Linked DNA regions of Zea mays: region 1 is linked to region 2. Evidence: chromatin contacts called from public Hi-C data. All regions are on one chromosome and are shown on one strand. The core of a region is the stretch at or near the end of the contact, and the rest is flanking DNA. Distances in the headings are between cores, read along the strand shown. Region 1 holds the start of LOC103635380 (zinc-finger homeodomain protein 6). Region 2 holds the start of LOC100382356.

The links. A called contact is a pair of places that touch in the nucleus more often than the background predicts.
Region 1: a Hi-C map of endosperm shows a contact between it and region 2, with 3 times the contacts expected there. The contact joins the promoter of LOC103635380 here to the promoter of LOC100382356 in region 2. A contact is called at or near these places in 7 of 25 Hi-C or Micro-C datasets (bundle sheath, ear, endosperm and 3 more) and 1 of 3 datasets of contacts at active chromatin or transcription factors (leaf).

Annotation. Positions count from the first base shown.
Region 1 is chr8:75,533,536-75,540,043 of Zm-B73-REFERENCE-NAM-5.0, reverse strand. It overlaps LOC103635380 (zinc-finger homeodomain protein 6), which reads right to left and starts at 4,749. Exons shown (of 1, transcript XM_008657844.3): 1 at 3,240-4,749. The coding sequence starts at 4,446. The coding sequence ends at 3,682. LOC103635379 (a long non-coding RNA gene) reads left to right here. Exons shown (of 4, transcript XR_004851976.1): 1 at 1-1,674; 2 at 1,754-2,131; 3 at 2,339-2,418; 4 at 2,675-3,035.
Region 2 is chr8:75,120,174-75,126,891 of Zm-B73-REFERENCE-NAM-5.0, reverse strand. LOC100382356 reads left to right here and starts at 2,393. Exons shown (of 14, transcript NM_001175102.1): 1 at 2,393-2,566; 2 at 3,011-3,155; 3 at 3,700-3,767; 4 at 3,853-3,906; 5 at 4,006-4,089; 6 at 4,252-4,337; 7 at 4,717-4,797; 8 at 5,286-5,416; 9 at 5,987-6,028. The coding sequence starts at 2,475.

The DNA.
Region 1 (6,508 bases), core at 3,500-5,999, 410 kb before region 2:
TTGCACATCAGTGGAGGCCAAATGTGGACATGACCTGTTGAAAGCTGCCCCAGTATGGACACAAAGTTCTCCAGAACCTGCCAGCCATATTCCGTTCTGACACGCGTCATACATGAACATGATCCCCTGTTTAAGACAATATATCTATCCTCCGGACAAATAAACACGGTTGAGTAGTTGATACCAGCTGAGCCAACTAGGATCACAAATCCGTTAGCACTGTATGTGAGTCCAGTGCATCACTCGTTCCAATTAACAAATCTGCTGTTTTTTTGGCTGGGGTTCAACCACATGGTCTGGCACTGTAGCACGAGAGCCTTTTCTGGGTGATGCAAGCCCTTTAAGGCCTTAGTATAGATGCTCATGTAAGAAAATGGTCCCCAGGGTCCCACAATTTGGTCTTACAGATTTGTTAAATACAAATAGCAAAAGCCTAGTACCCGAATGCTTTGTATTGATCTGTTGATTATTAGTTGTTTAATCTTGTTGGTTGGGTGGTTAGTTGCCTATGCAGCTCAGCTCTACATGATTCTTGCCCACGGGTATGTATTCTTTAATTCCGCTCCCCCTTCCCGAACCCTCTTGAATCCAGTTAGAAGATTATTATCTTTTCTCATAGAGATTAGGACTTGTTTAAGCAAAGATGCATGGGCTAGTGTTATCTTATCCGTAGTTGTCAGATAGAGTAGTAGTTTAAGGCTGGGAAGGGTGAGATCAGCAGGTACTAAAAATATATTTGAAGCTTGGAACTTTGAGCTTGATTTGGTTTTATTTAGCCTGCACGTTGCTTAGGAACTTGGAGCCACAAGGATTGGTGGCAACTATCTGATACGAGCTGATGCGATCTTAGCTCTTTGCTCTTTATTTACTACTGGGAATATCTCATCTTTTCCCGACAAATTCTTGAGAACATATCTATACAGAGGTCTTCGAGTCCACACTTTCTCTGTTGCTAGTGATGATGATTGTGTTCTTTTTTCTTTCAAAAAGATATCTAGCAAAAAATCTTTCCACTGCGTTCTTTCCTGTGTGACGATCATTCTGTTTTCGAATTAATACAAGTGTTTCGACTTGTCACGGCTCTTTAGGATGTTTTCCTTTGGAGTACAATGATGTTCCCAGTGCTTGCAATCACGTGGGTCTGCTCTATATGGTTTGGTACACACGTTTAAGGTTATATATATATATGTTTCTTTGTCTTAGCTTATTGTGGTATGCAGCATACCATCTGTTACAATTCAAGTTGAGACAAACGGGTCTCAAGTTGAGACAAACGGGTCTCGTATTGTTGTAGCAAACTGCAATTTCCCTGGCGTCATTGTGTCAGTTGAATAGTTAATTAGGTCTGAATTATCGTTGTCAGTCTCTTAGGTCCGTCCCTTAGGAAGCAAGTCTGGATTAAACTGGTGGAAAGGAACCTGACACCACAAATGCTGGAACAGGGAGGGCAGCAAAGGCAAACAGCTCTGAAATATCGCAGTATTGGGTTTAGACACGGAAGCACACCAAACAGCTCTTTGATTCTTTGAATAGTTCAGCGCTTTCAGCATCTTGGGCTATTAATAAGACCTGTCAGAAGTGTAGATGAAAAGACAAAACTATCAGAACTGACAGGACTGATCATTCAGTAGCACCATGATGGGCTAAAGTTCAACAACTGTGCAAAAGTCCAAGGTCAGTGCATTCTGTGTCATGTATCTAAACTGATTTTTTGTTGGGAGAAATCATCTCAGCAATTCACCTGATTCTGCAGATGAGATCAATACATTAGGTAGGTATTAACATGTGATCTTTTCACCATTTTCTATTAGTTTGGGCAATTCAAGCTCCAGGTAGCAAATTGAGCTGGATAGGTGTAAAACACAGTAAATAACACCTGCCTGTAGATAAGGCGGAGCCAGAGCAATATCTTGGCCTCAGCAGCCGTTGTTGACATTTTCGGTTACTAGTCAAACATGTGATGAACAGATGCTTGCAAACTACAAAGTCATGGTCTAGACTGTGGTGAGAGAGAGCAACACAATTAGCAAGCTGGCTTTGGCATAGGGTCTGGCATGCGCTCAACGTGGTCAAACCGGTCCAAATCAACTTCAGCAAGCACATGCCTCAATGCCTGCAAGCGAGAAAGAAGGTTAGTCACCCTTAATGACATCCGTCTTGAGTTTCGTTCGATCCTATATATAATCCCATCGGAACTGGTTACATTCTGGAATCTCTGAATCTAATGGAAATATGTTAAGAATTCGTACCCAATCCAAGGCCTATGCCCCTACAAAATCCAGCTCACTCAACATTGTTAGCTTGCTGCGTTATTGCTGTTAATCATCCTATTTTTCAGCACGATGGCATATCTCAACTCCTAAGGGCCAAGGAAGCGCACGAGTTGGCTTGCTTCTCAACACCGCGGCGCTACTGCCTGTGAGTAACATTGCTTACAAGTCTGCAGCTCACACAGCTAGTTAATTGCGTTCTACTTTTTTTTCACGGCGGGAACCTTTCTATGCTAAAACTTGTTACTCGATACCGTAGTTGAATATATTGTTGATCAAAATATCCAGTATCACATCTGGATATGCCAAATTTCCCAGTTATCCGTTTATCCCCATGCCTTGCAATTTTCTTGGAGCGCATTCATTGCATCCTTATCTGCCTCTCACCGCCTCATCTCTTGCAGCAGCATGGGTGATGGCCCTATCATCATGAATCGAAATCCTTGTAAATCCTTAGGTTCTGGAAGGTAGAGGCGGCGACAGCACTACAGCAGCCATGTGAGTACGTGACTTGGAGCTCCAGCCCTCCATTAATGGAATCAATCAGGTCTGGACAATGACACTCGCTCCATGCATGGCAGCATGGGATGCATCTAGAGCCAAGTACAGTTTAAGCTTAAACACCACAGCATGCAAGTACACCTCCAATTGAATGGCAAACAGAGAGAGAGAGAGTGTGTGAAAGGTACGAGTATTTCATGCAACCTCGAGTCTCTCTAATGGCGGTGTCACAGATAATAAAATCTGCATGCAAGCATTGTTTTCCACTATATTTCATCCAGGCCCCCCTCCACACACACACACAGTATATCCTAGCTACAGGTATTGCATGCTGCTCTCTAATTAGCAATTGGCTGAAGAGAACTCAAGATTAATAGCTTATCATGAACTCATGCCATTTTGGCCATTAGTTTATGCTGGGTTGGAAGCTTGAGCTAAATGGAAAAAAGTGCTGCATTAGAAGGGAGGAGAGACCACCGGCTATATTCGCTATTGATTAACAGATTAAGTGAAGATGGAAATATAGATCGGAATTTAGATTGGTTAACCTTGCTCGCCGAAGGGGGCTAAATGGCAATAAGGTAGCAGGATTGTAGCTACAAAACATGCACAGTGCCTCCTCCTCCTTCCAATTGATCCCCCAAGCTAGTAAGAACAGAATAAAACCAAAGATATGCAAGCAAGAATCGTGAAGCAAAAGAGGATGGTGAAGACGTGAAGTGACTACAAAAAATCAAGGATAAGGTGAACCCAAAAACGGAAGGGAAGAAAGGATAGGAACCCCTCCTGACTTCCCTTGTTTAATCCCACACCCCCTCTCGGAGCCCATAAAAAAATGAGGCGGGGGATTAAGCAAATGGTGGTGGTGGTGGTGGTGCTGCTGACTGCTGAGCCTTGTCTCCCACCGTGGCTACTGGGGCTGCTGGGGCTGTTGCTGCCCCTCGGGAGGCGGCAGGTGCGGCGGCGGCTGCCTCCTGCCGCCGCTGCCGATGTGCTTGTTGTTGTGCATCCAGACCTTGAAGACCTGCCGCCGGACGCCGACCTGGTCGCAGAAGTGCTGCACCAGCGCGTCGTCCTGCTTCTGCATCCGCCAGCCGAGGCGTTCCGCGAACGCCAGCATCTGCTCCTTCTGCTCCGGCGTGAACTTGGTCCGGATCCGCTTCCGCCGGACGTGGCCCTGCGCGTGCGCGTGCGGCGCGGCGGCGAACCCGGACGGCGGGCCACGCTCCTCGCTGGACGACTCGGTCGTGGTGCCGCTGGGCGTGCCGTGGTACGGGAACAGCGGCGGCGACGCGTAGTGGGGGTGGGCAGCGCCGGCCGCGTAGGGGTGGGGCGGAGGCAGGAGCAGCGGGACGCGCGGGACCGCCGCGGCGGGCGGCGGCAGCAGGAGCTGGTGGCGGCGCCCCGCGTCGCCCTTGCGGTGGAAGCTGCGGTGGCAGCCGCAGGCTGCGCACTTGAGCCTGTCGGCGTCCTCGGGCATGAACTCGCCGCAGCCATCGACGACGTGTCCGCCCAGCGCCGCCGCGTGGTTGCGCAGACACTCGTGGTACGTCGCCTCGGCGGCGTGGTTCTGGTTCCCCGGGCCGCGGCCGGGGCCGAGGCAGGGCGGCGGCGCGGAGCTCGCGCCCATCTCCTCCGAGACGGGCTCCTCCCCCTCCTGGGCCGTGAATTCCATCAGCGCATGCCTGCCTGCCCTAGCGCCCTGCCGCGGCGACGAGGACGCCCTGCCGCGGCCGCTCCCTCTGGTGCCGCAGGGGCTGTAGCCTGCAAGACTGCTGGGGGTCGGGTCGGCTGGCTGGTATGTAGTTGCGGTCGTCGTTTCCTAGGGGTAGTAGGGGTGGTGCGGTGTGGGTTGGCTTTTGTGCTTTTGTTCGCCCGTGGTGCGTGGGAGGAGGACTGGAGGAAGAGGAGGCTGTGTGAGCAGGCCGGCAGCGGAGGGATGCGGCATTGATCGTGACCGCCTGCGGCGAGGCGAGTGGTGGTGGGGGGGGGGGGGGGGGGGGGGGGGGGTCCGGGCTGCATGCCTGAGCTGGGAAATGGCGCTTTTGTTTCCTACCCGGCGGTCCGCGGTGGCGGTGTGCAGTGCAGCGACCGACATGGGCAGGGGTGACCCTGACCTCCCGTCCCGTCCCGTACCCATGCCACGCGGGCCCCAGGCTTTAATGATGCAGCCGGAGAGAATTGGGCGGCAGCGCGGCAGGTACCACCGTACCAGTACCACCGCCGCCGCTGTAGCCACGGGCCCGGCCGCCCGGCCCGGGTGGGTTTATGGCCGTCGGATCGGGACGGCCATCGGGGAACGGCGCGGCCGCTGTCTAGGCCGTGGCGCCAACCTACTACTAGAAATTTACACGTATATAATAATCTATGGGAATGGGATGGAGGGCAGCCGTGCTGTCCGTGCAGGCCCTTGTCAACAGCGACGCTTCCACGGGGAGCAGGAGTCGCGCGTGCTGCCGTGCGGGGCTGCAACGCCACCGCGTCATTTCGTTGACCGGCTCCCGCTCCTCAGCCGGACCGGAGCCAGATATTTCTCTCGAGAGACGAGACCACAACTACGAGAGCAGCGCAGGGCCTGCGACGCGTCTCCCATACTAGGCTTGGCTTGAAGAACAGAGTAACAGTTGAAACCGGATACATACGTACGTCAAGACCAACCAAAAGCCCTCGTTGGATTGCCAATTTATATAAACTATATATGTAGTCTGCAAGCAATGCTCCTATTCGCTGGAAGGAGCCATACAATTCTGCAATGGAAGGCAATGCTCATCTGCCTCTCGGTCCTGATGCATTCATCGTCCGTCGAGGGCCATGTCACCATTTTATCTTCTTCTCTGGCCTCTGGACCTCGTATCAGCTGGTAATGTAACCTTAACCCTATTTGTTTTTACAGCCTACCTATAATTTGACGAGCAGGATTATTGAGAAGAGACGATGGCGATTGGTAGCCGGAAATTTTAAAAGACTGCTTTTTTCCTTTAATTTGACGAGCAGGATTATTGAGAAGAGACGATGGCGATTGGTAGCCTACCTGTAATTTCCATATTTGAATTGAGATTTGAAAACAGAACACTGAATATAGATGATGTGGTAGATCTAGGATTACCGGGCTATGGACCGGCCCAGCCTACTAATTTAGCCGTGCTTTCTAGACTAGCGTGACCTAAAACAGTGGGCCATGCATAAGACAGACGCCCATTTAGGCAACGGCCCGATGCCACTGCCTGGTAGGGGCCGTGACAACAGATTGCTACGGACCACCATTACCACAACCCTGCCGTATCACCAACATAATCCAAAAATAAAAACATTTGGACAACTGCATGGCCCATTTGACACTTGCACCTTTATTTATACATTAGAGTGTAGTATGTATACCTAACAGTAACAGCAACAGGAGGCTCAGCAATGGAGAATGGAGATTTTTCAATTAAAAAGAAAGAAAAGATGAAGAAAATAATAGGACCACAAACATTGATTGAGGCCATGCCAAAGAATATACAGCTGCAAACACATGCACTTCACCGAATGCTGCTGCCATGCACATTCCCCTACAGCCAAAACCAGAAGGTTTACACGGAGCCGCACGAGAGAGGTAGCCAGCAGCAAGCAAGAACGCTGACCCACATGTGAAAATCCTTGGAAAGCCAATAAGGGCTAGTTTAGAAGCCTTAAATCCAGAGGGGATTGGAGAGGCTAAAATGCACTCCGTATTCAAATTTGAATAAGAGGATTTT
Region 2 (6,718 bases), core at 1,144-3,643:
CTAGCCATCGAGGACACAGATCGGAGGAACGTGCGTGCCATGCTACTGAGTGATGTCCCACTGAGCCGCCATGGAGAAGGGTGCCCAGCCACCAGCCTCGGCATTTCCTGATTGTGAGCAACCACTTCAATCTCTTTTTCTGATCTCTCCCTATCCACATTCCCCGTTGTTATCTCTCCCTCTGATTTCCCGTTGTGAAGCAATGTGTGTTGTGAATGTGTTGGATTCCTTGTTTTTTGGTCTGAACATGGGAGCTTTAGATCCAGCGGCTAGAACTAGACCAGAGGTGAGTTCGATTCAATTATTTGTTTAATGTGTATCACATTTTCATTTATGTGTAACAAGCACAGGGCAATGGTTTACATAACACAAATGTGTTGATTTATAGGTCCCCGAATTTGATCGGGGGTCATTAGAAATCGAGTAAAGAGGTTGCTTCAGAGTTGTTGATGTATGACAAGTTGGGATTACAGGAAGAAGATGAGCGTGAAACTAGTGCAAGGCAAGATGCTTTTACAAGTAGACCTTTTGGTGTTCGAAGAAGTGATGAATTCGATGATGAAACAGTTGCATTGCCTTGCACTGATTGTTTACCACTTGAAAGGATATTAGTTTGCAACCGGTCTAATCTAGTAAAGAAGCTTGGTAGTTTGTAAAGGACATGAAAGAATCCAGACTTGCTATGAGGCAGTATGCGATTAACAGTGAGTTTGAGTTAGGGATTGAGCCAAGCTCACCTTTTATATATCTCTTGCCTGACCAGTTCCTTCAACTATGTAACACCCCAGGTGTTTGTCATGAGCTAAACCGTGATTTTGAACCTAAGCAAGTAGGTTAGTAAGAATAATGAACCCTATGTCGCTTCCATTTCCGTCTATTTCAATTTTATCAAGGATCTTGTGGAGTTCTATGATATGTGCTAATGCTATATGTTTTAAATCATATAAAGATGTGATGTCTATTTAGCTGGTGTGCTATATAAGTTAATCTAGTAAAGTAATTTAGAGAGCTAGTTAAACTACTTCTGCCCGTAGTCTAAGTTTAGATGTCCTAAAATGATGGGTCTAACCTTTGTTAGTCTTTTGATATCGTTCCTTATAAAAATATGGGATCTGCTGGAGATAGACTAAAGGGCTCTAGTATTGAAGGCGCGAGGAGACATAAAAGATCCATTATCTTTTTCTTTTCTTTTGGTGGCAAGACAAGAACAAAATAATATACGAGAACTCTTTCCTTATTACTATTATAAGTGGGTACAAATTCAATATATAAAGATGTGTAGTCCTTTATAGACATGTTTGATATTAGTTCATATAATCCTTACCATATGCCTCTAAGGCTCTATGCTAAGGAGGGATTATTAGTTTAGCTTACGCTAAGGTTGTAGCCCCTCGCACCAGAAGACCTGAAAGCTTTTAGATTGTCCGCAGCGGTGATCTCTAAATTTTCCCACTATATCATTTTTTTGCGTCACATTATCAACATTTCACCCTCTAAATTTTCATCTCCCGCAGTGATTCCCCCTATATTATCTCCCTATACCCACTACAACTATAAAATATTATTATCTAACTCTTTTCATCTTTTATTACTATTTTTTTCAACTATTAAATAGGGGAGCACTGTGCAAGGGGGCGCTACAGTGCTCCCCTTGATCTGGGGGAGCGGCGCGGCATCCCCTAGCACTGCAACGCGTAGGGGGCCATTTGGAGGCCACAGCTGCTCGCGTAGAGGCCCCCTACGCGTGTACAGTGCTAGGAGAGAGGGCACCGCGCGGCATGTGCTGCGGACGGTCTTATACATATGTTTTAAATTAAGACAACTAGAAAACTAATATTTATTCTAAGTGTTATGAACGAGATAGATTCAAGTCCACATCTAAATGTTGAACAAGGTGGACAACTATAACAGGGATGGTGACGACCACAAAAATAATGAATAATTAATCAACATATAAGAAATAAAGCAAAACGCAAAAAAAACTCAATTCAAATTTTAAAACTGGTGTATTTTATTCTTATCGATTAGAACGTAATATAATGTACGATTAAATTTAGAATAAACAACCACACTATAAACATAAGAAACCAATGTTCAACAAGAGAGGCAAAGAGCTCACGTGTGTGTCAGTGTGTGAGAGAATGTGCCTGTGTAAGTTTGATCAGCGAGCCGTTCCCAAATCCACTTGCTCAGTCGGCCGTGCGATCGGGATTTAGCGGTGGGGATCTGCACAAAAGCGGCAGTTTACAGCGAGCCCCTTGAACTAGCCTGTATTACCGTTGCGCAAAAGCGGCCGTTACCCTTGAACTAGCCTGTATTGCAGCGGAGCCACCGCCGATCCGGAACAATTGAATCGCTGCATCGGTGTTTCGCCGCCGCCGCAAAAAGAGGCGGCCGCGGTGAGTTCAAGGGAGGAGGAGGAAGAGGGTGTGAGGCGCTGCAGAACTCCTGTGGATCGGTGAGCCGAGGGCGATATGGGGATGTTCTTCAGCAAGGCGGAACCGCCGCCGCCCATGGTGCTGGTGCCGCCGCTCTTCGACTACCCTCCCATCGCTGCCCGCACCAGGTTCGCCGCTTCCCTTCTCTCCTCCATTCGGACCCTTCTGTTTTGTGACCTGTGAGGCAGGGAAGCCAATTGGTTGGTAGCCTCAGTGTGCACGAATCGCCGTACGCTCTGCATAACTGTTAGACTAGACGGTTGAATCGTCGTGATTAATCATGCTTGTCAAGCAATCGCGATTGATCGCTCGCGTATTGTGAAATGGAACTGTGGATTGGTGAAATGCGCCAGATCGCTGACACCAGTTGGCAGTACTGTTGCTCGTCTCAATTCTGGTAGCTTGCTTTTTCTTGGAGCACGCACATCTCTGGCAGATGCCTTTTCCTGCATAGTCCATAAGGGTATAAAGTTAGTTTTAGTCCACTGGAAGGATGAAACATCACTACATTGCACTTAGGGTGGCATTTATGTCAGCCTTGGTTCTTCATTGCACCAGTATTGAACATGCAGGATGGCGGTGCCAGCATATGAGCTAATGTTTGGGAAAGTCTCCCTGCACAATCTGTTTGAGGACTACTTTGATCAAGCTGGGAATATGACCTCAAGGATCATGTTGAAGCCGCTTGAAGATCCTCACGTTGATTTGATTGCTACTGTATCCTGTCAAACATTACTTATCATTTCTGCTGCGTCTTCTGTTCCTTCATCCTTTCAATATCATGGTACCTGTCTATTCAGGATATGATTGATTCTAAATGGATCACCAACTGAGCCCTATTTTCAGATTTTTTATTTGTTCATGCTGCTACCATTTTCACCCCTTTTCATTTATATTTCTTTCGAAGAATCACCAATTCACATCTCTAGTTGTCATTAGCATGCCATTGTTATTAAAACATCTACTGGCCTATTGACTTCTCTTCTGGAAAAGGACAATCTGTTGATGCTCCCTATGCTTGTTTTCAATTATGATAACAGTCTTCTCTGGATGTTGCATAGTGCCACAAGCTGAGGTCTTCACATATATATTTGTTGATATTACATATAACCTTGTGCCAGACTTTGAAATGGTGCCTTTTAGTGCAATCGCGTGTCCATAAAGCCACTGATTATAGCTGCAGGAGATTTCGTTCCAATTCATCCATTTTTAAATATTTTGTTACTTCACAAAAAGCTTTTGCCTACCTTAATGTCACTAGGTGTCTGCTGCTGCTGATAGAAACAGTGGAACAGAAGTAAAAGGGGATGCTTTATTTCGCTGGCAGAGGTGGATACTGGATACCCATAGCTTCTAAACTCTTCATATTAGTTCTACCTTTGTTATACTAACAAAAACAGTTGACTTCGTTTAGAGAGCTGGATGACCCCCATACCTTTGTGGACCTTCTTGTGTCAACTTCAAATCCGTAAGCACTTTCTGGTTCGATGGGCTATAATAGTCTTTGTCAGCATTTTTATGTATGAAAAACACGTCAATAACAATTTGCGCACCTCCTTTTTTGAAGCTTGCTGCAGCTGAGATTATGTGCATATCATCCTAAGTATCGTATTGGTGCCTTTGGAACATTACCTTTGCTAATGGGGAACAGGTAGGTAGGTGTGAGGCCATATATCTTGTTTCTGTTTCCAAATAATGCAAAGGCTGTTATATAGCTTTCCAGAAACTTTAATGTTGATTGTTGAAGATTTTTTTCTGGACCAATGTTAACTATATTTTATTCTGTTAAGTTATGTTTGTGTTTTTTTTGCAGGGTGCGTTCAGAAGACTATGGGGTCATGGGTGTAAGATATGGTTCAGAGAATTTATCTGTTGGAGCATCCTTTGTGCCAATTTCCTGTATACATTTATCTACTGCTAATACACCTCCTTTTCTTTTCTATCTTTTTGTTGGTGGTTTGCTACCCCAACTTGCTCGGGATTAAGGGTCTGTTTGGTGTGGCGCCGAAGCTGCCACAGCCTGCCTAAGCAGCGGCGCTCGATTTGGCCGCCACAACTCCGGCGGCAAATCTGTGGCGTGCTGTGGCGTGGGCGGTGGCCAACCAAACAGGCCTTAAGTGCCGTTGTTGTTATTTATTGAATTTCATTAAGGATGATATAACAAGTAGATGCATCTCCATGGTTTTGATTCGACTTAATGTATTGGATTGTTCCTTAATAATATTCTTATGTGGTTATTTTCAAGTCTAACTTGTCATGCTAATTCGTTTATTTGCAGTACCCAGTGAGGTACCCTTTGGTGCATGGTTGGTTGGGAGAAAAGGGAGCTTATCTGCAGGAGTACAATACAAGCCACTTAGTGAGTGTTACCAGGCTAAATGGTCCGAAGTTCTATTCTTTAGATGGATATATGACTCTCTTAAAACATCAGTTCATTGTTCTGCATTCCTTTGTTTTTTCACCACTGAAGGTTCTATACTTGCATGTTGGGGGTGTACTGTCGTTTGTAAGATATAGCTGTCTTTCGGCATTGAACCGTGACAACCAAAATAACAAAGCCTTTTAGTCCCAAGAAAGTTATCACTACTGCAAAGATGTATAAGGATTTGAAGTTCTCTACAATTACTATTTCTATTAGATTTTCCAATATTTACATAGGTTACGCTAACATGCTTGGGATTGAAAGACTTTGTTGTCATCGTCGTTGCTAAGTTCCAATATTTTGTTGAATATTTTCTTCCTTCCCTGCTAGCAGATAATACATGTGGATGTTTATTATTTTTATATGTTTTGAGCCTTCTGTTTTTGCTGCTAACCCTTATTCTCTATCCTATCTTTTTTCAATAGGTGGCAGCAAATATCCTATGCCATTTACAGAATTGGAGAACTGGAATTATGCAATCAGTTATGGTGTTGGCTCAACTAGCCCGCTCAGCCCTTCATTCATTTTCTCCCTGGAACTTGCCAGAAGCACACAGGTTTGCTTTTATATTGTACTACATATTTTTCAACAAGAAAGCTTCAGATAGTTTGTTAAGTTTGCAACTGCTATTAATCCATGAACAAGACTATAAAGTATAAACTATTTGCCGCCTCAGGTGGAGTGTTGATTTTTTTGTTCATGGATTAAGATATGTAATTTGCAAATAGCTATATATTCACGTTCGTGATTTATGTACGAACATTATCGATGAATAAGAAAATGTAATGTTTCGTTTTTTATTGGTGAATCGCATGCACTTTTAGTTTCTAGTTTACACACAATAATGCATGAGCTTTAATAGTTGCTGCTTGATTGAAATTTGTAAACACATTGAAACATGTCGTGAACAATGAACTGGATAGATATGCTTCCTTATCATTCTTCTGTGTGGGGTTCAAATGGTCAACTTTTCTTTTAGAAACTAAACTATTAGTTACTTATGGGCTAAACACCATAAATTATAACACGATATAAGTCGAGTAGTTGCCAGTGATGCTAGCTAAAGAATTTCCCTATCTAAATAATGCTGGCTACCTTGGATTGAATTTATTTCTTTAATGTGCAGCTAACCGCATCATTCTATCAGCACCTGGTTGTTCAAAGAAGGGTAAGGACAGTTCTTTCATTTTATATTTGTAAACAGTCCTTGTCCTTTCATATTATGCTGCAACTACATTTGTGATTCATGTTACATATATATGTTGTGTCATTAATTGAGGTTCAATTCCGCCACTATCAAACTGAAGTTGAACATGTCATTGAGTTGTTCCATGCCATTGATTAATTGTATTTGGACCAATCCATGTCAGCAAAATAGTATTTTGTGGTTCATCATATATTTTTTTTATTAGAGGGGACTTCCGTTATTTTCGTTATTGTGCTCATAGGAGGATTTTTCCCTGATAAGGACTCATCTGTTTCACTTTTTTTCTGGTTTAGATAAATTTCAGTAAGAGTTCTGTCGTATAAATTTCCAAATCTCTACTATATTAAAGCACCAGTTTCAACGGTCGTCTCGCGTCATTTTTTTTTGAAAAATCCCCTACATTTCTTTATAATCAACCCACACTCATATAATATCTTCTTTACTACTATAATAGGAGAGTTTATGTAAAAAATAAGGTGAAATTATGTATAAGTGAGTGTTTGAACCTTGGTTGTTGGCTCCACATTCACACCCAGCTAATCAATAGAAAACATATATTTTTGTACTTTATTAAAATAAAATTTATTCTGTGTCATATATATATATATATATATATATATAAACTGTAGCAATGCACGGGCATATCACTAG